Regions from separate parts of the Zea mays genome. Here regions 1 and 3 are each linked to region 2. Evidence: chromatin contacts called from public Hi-C data. All regions are on one chromosome and are shown on one strand. Each heading gives the region's core, a stretch centred on a gene start, on an enhancer-like site or on the middle of the called end of the contact. The rest is flanking DNA. Distances are from core to core; before and after follow the strand shown. Region 1 holds the start of LOC100278365. Region 2 holds the start of LOC103641394 (anaphase-promoting complex subunit 7). Region 3 holds the start of LOC100383629 (pentatricopeptide repeat family protein).

The links. A called contact is a pair of places that touch in the nucleus more often than the background predicts.
Region 1: a contact with region 2 is called in a Hi-C map of an unstated tissue, with 4 times the contacts expected there. The contact joins the promoter of LOC100278365 here to the promoter of LOC103641394 in region 2. A contact is called at or near these places in 4 of 25 Hi-C or Micro-C datasets (ear, leaf and an unstated tissue).
Region 3: a contact with region 2 is called in a Hi-C map of tassel, with 2.7 times the contacts expected there. The contact joins the promoter of LOC100383629 here to the promoter of LOC103641394 in region 2. A contact is called at or near these places in 3 of 25 Hi-C or Micro-C datasets (endosperm, leaf and tassel).

Annotation. Positions count from the first base shown.
Region 1 is chr10:92,034,401-92,037,210 of Zm-B73-REFERENCE-NAM-5.0, forward strand. It overlaps LOC100278365, which reads left to right and starts at 1,260. Exons shown (of 1, transcript NM_001346016.1): 1 at 1,260-2,810. The coding sequence starts at 1,359. The coding sequence ends at 2,300.
Region 2 is chr10:92,609,098-92,612,178 of Zm-B73-REFERENCE-NAM-5.0, forward strand. LOC103641394 (anaphase-promoting complex subunit 7) reads left to right here and starts at 1,352. Exons shown (of 18, transcript XM_008664753.4): 1 at 1,352-1,644; 2 at 1,875-1,943; 3 at 2,237-2,287; 4 at 2,396-2,533; 5 at 2,640-2,702; 6 at 2,799-2,914. The coding sequence starts at 1,576.
Region 3 is chr10:91,763,998-91,767,028 of Zm-B73-REFERENCE-NAM-5.0, forward strand. LOC100383629 (pentatricopeptide repeat family protein) reads right to left here and starts at 1,296. Exons shown (of 1, transcript NM_001176277.2): 1 at 1-1,296. The coding sequence starts at 1,296. It overlaps LOC100383429 (sodium/hydrogen exchanger), which reads left to right and starts at 1,924. Exons shown (of 15, transcript NM_001176080.2): 1 at 1,924-2,155; 2 at 2,461-2,669; 3 at 2,765-2,883. The coding sequence starts at 2,499.

The DNA of each region.
Region 1 (2,810 bases), core at 10-2,509, 570 kb before region 2:
TTAAGCTTCAGTCTACACTGGTGTTCCAAGCAAACATTTTAGTCACTTTTTAAAATATGGTGATTATCACTACTTCATGTACAAAGTCTGCCATACTTTTTACCCAGCTAAAAGTATGGTGGACGCTGCAAAAACGACACTTCTTTAGTTCTTGTGTTATTTTATTAAATATGATGATGAGGAGGATATTTGTATCAGGGGCTTTGGTTTTAAGTCTCGCGCTAGGTCATAGAAAACTCAGAACCGGTGCTATAATTAATTATTAGTGGTGTATCTCTTATAGTGCTTATTGAAGGCCTGGAGGGTATCTTGGGTTGCAGATAATTCTGGAAAAAAAATGGCAATAATAAAGTTCTGCGGATCCAAAGATTCTAGAGCTCCAACATGGGAGTGTAAAAAACCTTTTTAAAAAGGGCATGTTGTGTAAGATGGATCGCTACTGGACTGAAGCAAGGGAATGTCTCAATCTTTCCATCCGACGTGCCGGCAACGACGAAGTTGCCACGTCATCCTTCCACCGTGCCGATCCCCTCTGGCCAAGAAAACACGCGAGCCCGGGGGAGCTAGGGGTCGTTTGGGGTTTAGGGTTTCTATCATTTCAAATAATGTTCTTTGTCGGGGAGTAAGGGAAAGAGAAAATAGATATATAATATGTTACTGTTTCTATCATTTTAAATAATGTTCTTTCTTATATAATCCTGATATTGCATTAAAATCTTTAGTGTTGTCTATACTAACATACTACTCTCATTTATATACAGGTATGAGGTTGTATCACTTTTGGTCCTGAGACTTTTATGTACATATTAGTCTGGTGTTTAAACCTTCCTAAAACGGTGTCTATGCAAGAAAAGCTAGGCCACTTTTGATCAACAGACTCATTTGCACCTTGCACACATAAAAAAGGCTCCATCACTTTTGGTCACAAGACTTTTATGTATATATTAACCTGATGTTGAAGCCTTTCTACAACTATGTGTGTATGCAAGGAAAACTGTCACTTCTGGTTAGTAGACTTTTATGTACATATGACTCCCCTGTTGGAACCTTTGTACAACTATACATGCCTATGTAAACTCTTCAGATATATTATTACTGGACACTAAATTATGCTAGCTCAATGTAACTTGCTACTTATTGTAATCTAAATTTGTAGTACTACTGCTACTGCGTTGTTGGTATAAAAAAAAAATTACGCGCGCAGGCGCGCGCGTAACGCACTAGTTATAAAATAATAAAAATTACCAACAATGTCCCTCCTTCCACCGATCCCAGGCCACCCTCCTCCGGAACCCAAACCCAAGCCCAGACCAATCGACCCTGCATCCAAATCTAGGTTTTCGGTTCCCCTCCACAGGATGTCCGACCCCGCCGCTGGAGGCGCCATGGTTCCTGCTGCCGGACGCGGCATCGCATGGGCGAACGGCGGCCCCCGGTTCGGCGACATGGTCTGGGCCAAGGTGAAGTCCCATCCGTGGTGGCCTGGCCATATCTACAGCGTCAGCCTCACCGACGACGAGGAGGTACACCGCGGCCACCGCGACGGGCTCGTCCTCGTCGCCTTCTTCGGTGACTCGAGCTATGGGTGGTTTGACCCCAGCGAGCTCGTCCCCTTCGAGGACCACTTCACCGAGAAGGCGGCCCAGGGCGGCAGCTCCCGCAGCAGCTTTGCCGCCGCCGTGGCCGAGGCCGTCGACGAGGTAGCCCGCCGCAGCGCGCTGGCGCTGCTCTGCCCTTGCGACATTCCTGACGCCTTCCGTCCCCACCCCAGCGACGGCAACTTCTTCCTGGTCGACGTCCCGGCATTCGACACCGACGCTGACTACCAACTCGACCAGATCCGGGCCGCACGGCAGCGATTCGTGCCGCGGAAGGCGCTCAACTACCTGCTGGACGCCGCCGTGACTCAGCGAGACGCGGCGGAAAAAGCCGCGCGCACCGTGCCTGGGATGGAGATGGCCGCGCTGTTCTTGGCGTACCGCCGCGCGGTGTTTTCGCCGATAGACAACACCTACGCCCAAGCTTTCGGGGTGGATCCTGAGCTGGCTCTTGCTGCCGAGCAGAAAGCCGCGGCAGAGAGAGCTCAACGAGGTATCAACAACACTCACATGCTCAATTCTAGCTGTACTGTTGTTCTTGTTACTGTGTACTTGAAATTGATGGGTAAACAATGTTCCTACTGCTTTTATAGATCAAGCAACAATTATTTTGATGTGAATAACGGAGTGGATCTGATTCAAATAGTTTCTATTTCACTTCTGTTTAACTGTTGGTTGCATTTTTTTTATCAACGAGAGTGATTATTGAATTTGGGATGATATTCATGCAGAAACTTGTTGAATAAATTGTTTGTTTCACGGGATTCAGTCCATCTAACCTAGTAAAATATGAGACATGCATATTCACAGATCAATCTGCATTTGTTCTAGAAATTGAACGGCTGTGTGATATAGTATCATATACGTGTCTATACGATACTATCCTGATATGTATGCTGAGTTAGGTCTTTTCTCATTCTAGCTTTTCTCTAGGAAAAAAAACACCATCCATGATCTTGTTGGCATGAAATGTTTAAAGTTGTGACTAGTTTGTATCATGAAGGTTTAAAGCCATGACTAGTTAGCATGAGCCTGTTATTGGAGTCTTGAGATGTTTTATTTCTATATGTCCATACACTTACATGACTAGGAAGTTTTCTCTGCAGTATATTTGGTTCTTTTGCACTATGGTGACAATTATTATACATTTGGAACTTGTGTTTCCTTCCTATTTTAGTTTTTGTTGTTGCACATCAGTTTCCTGTCCATATT
Region 2 (3,081 bases), core at 102-2,601:
ATCCTTTTGAATTTAAATTCATTTTAATAATCATAATCTAGACAAAAATTAATTAAGTTAATACGGTTGTACTATAATTGTGTACTGTTGAATCCTGATGGTCATATAAGTGAGATATTTATGTGTTGCATTTTTTTACTATATAAATCAGTTTCCACAATCGTTTTTCCCACTTTATGCAAAATAGGGTAAAATCTCTTCTCTACTAATATAAAACAAGTGTTTCTCGCTTTGTGGGTCCTCCCCTCACCACGTCCCGCGTGCGATACCTCTCCCCCTCCTCTCATGCCCGAAATACAAAAGAAAACATACATGGGGAGATTCAAACATGCAACCTTTAGAAGCTAGAGTTCAAACATGGATGGGGAATATTTTAAGCCGCAACCTTCAGAAGCTAGAATCCGTTATTCACCACTACATCGTGCATCTGTTTGCGTTATACAAATGAACGATATTTTAAATATATATACTAATAATTTAAAAGTAAAAAATATAATCATATTTGAATAAATATCTTATTTAAGCAAATTCTATCTACATGATGTATAAAAACATAGCAATGTATATACAACTAAGAGCATCTCCAAGAGAGGCTCTAAACATGATCTTATTTTAAATATAAGACTTAAAAACATAAAATACCCTTTCAACAACGGCTTTATTTTATAAAATTTCATCAAATGATTATAGGGCTCGGTCTCTCGGGTCCTAAATATAATACCCCCATATACTAGAGCTCTATCCTTATTTCCACTTAATCTCCAACCATTTATTTCATAATAACATAATTTATTTCCTAAATAACATTATTTAAGGCCTGACTATTGGATTAAACATTTCTTTTGAGACCCTAAACATTCTAAACATAATCCTATTTTAAATTTTAGGACTCTATTTTAGGGTTTGTTGTTGGAGATGCTCTAAGTAGTTGTATAAAAATGGAGGTTTAAACCTTGATTGTGGATTTTGAATTTTATATTGTACGCTCAAGCATAATATAAAATAAAGTTTACCTATGTGATATATAAAAACCATAGCAAAATACATGTATCTAACTAGTTTCTTAAGGAGTTAAGGGAGAGCTGGATAGCGATGCTATAAGTTGTATACTAGAAAAATACAGTATAATGATTTATAGAATTAACTTTTAAGTCCTACACTATAAATTTGAGATACTTATATGTGAATTTGAATAAGTTATGGAACGTTAATTTCTAGACCAAATAACGCAGTTCATTATGCAAATAAAAGATCCAAATAACCTCTCAAATTAAAATTTAGATCAAAACTGCTATGCTTCTCGCTCGGAGAGGATTTTATATCTGTTGTTCTGGGCGTGAGGGGAAAAACCGAAAAAGAGAACATGTTGGGCCTAAATTGGTCTAGAAAGAGCACAAGCCCAGCTACTCTTCCATGGCTTTCATTTCAAATCCCCTTTCTCTCTCTACTCCCGTCTCTAGTAATCAATTCCACTGCGACTGTTGTTGAAAGAGCAAATCAAACCAACCCATCGAAAACCAAAATCCCCGCACGAGCTCCGGTTTCAAATTCCCTCGGCAGAGCTCGCCGCCGGGCATGGATGCGGCGCGGGAGTCCATGGCGGCGCTCCTCGACGCCGGCCTCTTCGGCCCCGCCCAAACGCTGGTACGTGCGGCGATCCTGCACCCCCTTCCATCCTCTCTGCGTTTGAATCTATAGGGTTTCGGGGCGAGCAGAAGCGGTTTCGGGGTTCGCCGGGCGCGTGTGGGGCAGGCCTAAACCTCTTGCCTGCGACGTGTGCGAGCGGGTTTGGGTTGCTGCACTGGGTGATGGCCGACTTTTCCGTCGCAGACTCGCAGTGATTACTCAGTTTTACTCTTCTCCTACACTTGCAGGGGTGTTTCCTTGTGTCGTCAGCTGGTGCGGGCAACGATGCTGGTATGTCCATGAAGGTGGAAAGCCTGGTAAGCTCAAGGTTTCCTGAGCAGCAGCTCCGCACGCGGTGCTAATCTGGTCTAACTTTTTGTTATGATTCTGTCAACTCCACTTCCTGCCTACATCTGATGCCACATTGCGGAAACTAAACCGGTTGATTTGTTTCTTGGCAGTCAATGCACAGATTAGTTTCTTGATAGTCAATGCACGGATTATCCTGCACAACTGCATTTCCCAATTCCAGTTCTGTTCTTTACAGGGCCCATTATTATTATTTCTTATTGGTGGGGAGAGCTGATTTGCTTGTTGGACTACCGTGTAGGTCCAGCATGGGGATGCTTTGTATGGAGAGAAAGAATTCCGCAGGGCACTGGTAATATTTCCAAAAAAAACAACAACCCATGATTGGCCTACAAGTTTCAGAAGTAAACACATCGATTGCTGATATATCTGTTTCTAATTTCTCTATCTTCCATGGCAGAATGCGTACAAGCAAGCTATGCAATATAGTAGAAGTATCCCTAGGCAAGCAACAAGTAACACCAGAAGTTCAGTATCCGTCACAGGCCGGTCACCTTCTCCAAACTCTTCAAATCTCTTATCATTCAATGAAAATGAGGTGTGAATGGCTGAACATGGCACTCTTGCATTTTAATGTTGACATCTATTTAATATTTACATCACAGGTAACAAGTATCTCATTCAGTTTTGCTGTGCTGTTGCAGGTGAAGTTCAAGATTGCTCTTTGCCATTCTGCTCTATGTGAGCACCGTGAAGCACTTCATGAGGTTACTGTTCTTCGTTTAGTTATTTCTAATCTTCATTTTCCATTGTATTATCCTGTTTTACGAATACGGATGATGTGATATATATGCTTTATACAGATGGAAGGTATTCCTTCAAAAGTGAGAACACTGAAAATGAATATGATGTTAGGGAAGCTTTATCGAATATCAAGAAATAGCCGTACAGCTGTAGTCTGTTATAAGGAGTGCTTGAGGTATGACATATCAAAGAAACTGCTTCCTTGGAGATCGTGCTCTCCAACTTCATCGACATGAGTCACCCATTTTATTCTTCTATAGCAAGTTCTTTCTAAACTTGGTTAGAGAAACCACTCATTTTTTCTGTGCTCTCAAAACTGTCTACATCTCCATACCTCTCTGG
Region 3 (3,031 bases), core at 46-2,545, 850 kb before region 2:
CAGGAACGTGACATCGGTGGGCTTGACGCCATCGGCTTCCATGGACTCGAACAGCCCAAAAACCTCCCAACCATGGCCGTGCCGGGCATACGCAGCGATGATGGAATTCCACGTGACCGTGTTCTTGCTGGGCGTTCCGTCAAACACTCGGATAGACTCCTGTAGCTCGCCGCATTTGGAATACATATTGATCAGGCCGTTGCAGACGTAGGTGTTCCCTCCGAAGCATCTCTTGATGGCCAGCGCGTGGATCTGTTTCCCAAGAGCAAACGGCGCCGAAGCACCGAAGGCACCCAGGACTGCAGAAACCATGTTTGCGTCGACGCGGATTCCTTTCCCGACCATCTCAGCGAACAACCTGAACGCCTCCTCCTCCAGTCCGTTCTGAGCAAACCCAGCAAGAATCACCGTCAAGGAAACTTCGTCAGGATCCTGGCCGGAGCGGAACACCCTCAGCGCATCCTCCATCAACCCGCATTTGGAGTACATGTCCATGAGCTCACTCTCGACATGGAGATCAGTCTCCAGCCCAGCCTTGACGGCAAGCCCGTGAATCTGCTGCCCTTCCCTGGCGGCGCGTGATCCGGCACATGCTAGCAAAGAACTCGAGTACGACGCCCTGTTGGCGTCCACCGCGCGCCTCATCTGCCGGAACAGAGACAGGCTCTCGCTATATCGCTCTGCCCGAGCCATCCCGGAGACCATCGCCGTCCACGTGATGACGTTCCTGTCCGCCATGCCGTCGAACACACGCTCCGCAGAGCCCGGGGAGCTGCACTCGAAGTAGGCGGTGATCAGCGCGTTCCCGACGGACACCTCAGCGTCGAGCCCGCACGACGCCGCCAGCCCGTGTACCGCGGGGAGCGACGCGGAGCCCGTGCCCCCGCCAGCGCGCGCGCACGCGGACAGGACGGTGGTCAGCGTGGCGTGGTCGCACGCGGCGGCGCCTGGCGCGGCGCTCAGCATCCGCCTGAGCAGCGCGAGCGCATCCGTGGCCGAAGCGGAGGCGGAGAGGAGCGAGTTCCAGGACACGGAGTCCCGGAGGGCCATTTCGTCGAACACCCTGACGGCGTCCCCGCGGCAGCCGCAGCGGCCGTACATGGCGACGAGGGAGTTCCATACCACGACCACGTGCTGCAGGCAGGAACGGCGTGGGCAGAGGCGGAAGTGGCTGGGGTTCTTGGCGACGATGGCGTGCAGCGAGGTGCCGAGGCGGAGGTCCCCAGCGCGGCCGCAGCGCGCGAGGAGGCCGCTGAGGTGGGCGTAGCTGAGGGGCGGGGACCACACATCTCTCATTCAGTCATTCGTTGTCGATCGTTTCAGACCGACAAACAAACTCGAAACGGAACAAGCATAGGTGAATAAAAAGGTATCACATAAATATTTTTACTCTGTAATGTTTTTTATGGTAAAAATATAACACGTAAATATTTTCTCAGGTGGTCAACAATAATATACAGAAGATATATTTTATATAAAACTATATTAACTTAATTGATTTATATCTAAATTATTATTAGTAGAATGGAATTCAATTCAAAAGATCTAACCGGCGCCTACAAATTCAGAGCATACAGTTTTGCACAGAAAAATACATCAGAGAAACCACTGTGGTCGTTCAGGTTGTTCTCCTTGACCAGCAGCGACAAGGCCGCTCAGCTCCTTCTTTATCCGTTGCCGTGCTGGCACTGTCATTGTGGTCCCCACCAAAAAGACGAGCGCCCACGTCGTCCACCCAAGCTGGTCGGTCCTCCCACGCATCCTGCCAGCCACGTCGGCCTGCCTCCGGAGATCCCTCCCTCCCTCCCGAGCACGCAGCGTGGCTTCCAATAACTGCTACCGACACGCGGGGCCCAAACAACCCGATCCCCACACGTCATGGACACGAGCCTCCTTCCTCGCGCCGTCGCGTGGCGGAGAGTGGGCGTTTGACCGCCCGCCCTGCCCTCGCGCGTGGGTTTTTCTTTTCCTTGGTTCGTTTGTTCCGCCTCGCTTTCAGCCTCATGGCCAGCGCGGGACTCCACCACTCCTCCTCCCCCTCTCCGCGGATCACCCACCGAACCCACGCGAAACCGGCGTCCAGATCTTCTCCCCCGCGGTTCAGATCCCCGGACGCAGCCGGCGCCTTCTGACTTGGGTTGGCACAGCCGTACAGGTTCATTTCTTGGTTGGATTTGCAGCTCCTTCCCGCTAATCCGTGGCTTAATTGCGGGTGCTTTACTGGTAGCCGCGATGCTGCTTAGCTTGAATCTTTTCTGCATCCCGGTTTATCTTTTTTCAACTTGTCTCTTGTTTGGTGATTAGAACAAAAAAAAAACAAGTGTTCTGCTGGTTTAATTAACCAAAACTGCACTGTTCAAGCAATAATTGAGTTCCTTCCTTGCATCCTGCAAAGTGTGGCCATGCTACGTCCTGTGCTGTGACTGTGAGCGGCCATCTGACCTCCATGTCTGCTACCAGGTTGCTTTGCGCTGCGGTGGATCTCCTGGCGTGGCGACATGGGCCTGGGTTTGGGAGCTCTTCTCAAATCCGGCGGGCTCTCGGTCTCGGATCACGACGCCATCGTCTCGATTAACATCTTCATCGCGCTGCTCTGCAGCTGCATTGTCATCGGCCACTTGCTGGAAGGGAACCGATGGGTGAACGAGTCCATCACCGCGCTTGTCATGGTGGGGCTCTCCGGCCTCCGCTCTCTCGCAGTCCGGGTGTCTGTGGTTTTGCTTCTGTGGGCACTGCTTTGAGTGTTCTTGTTTCCTGTATGTAGGGCCTCATCACCGGAGGCGTCATCCTGCTGGTTACTAATGGGACAAACTCACGCATTCTTGTGTTCAGCGAGGACCTGTTTTTCATATATTTACTTCCGCCGATAATCTTCAATGCCGGGTGAGTCTGCTTAGTACCACCGTGGTTTTTGTGTCTTAGGGGTTGTTTGGTTTATAGGGACTAAACATTAGTCCCTCCACTTTATTCCATTTTAGTTCATAAATTGTTAAATAGGGAAACTAAAATAGAGTTTTAGTTTCTATATTTA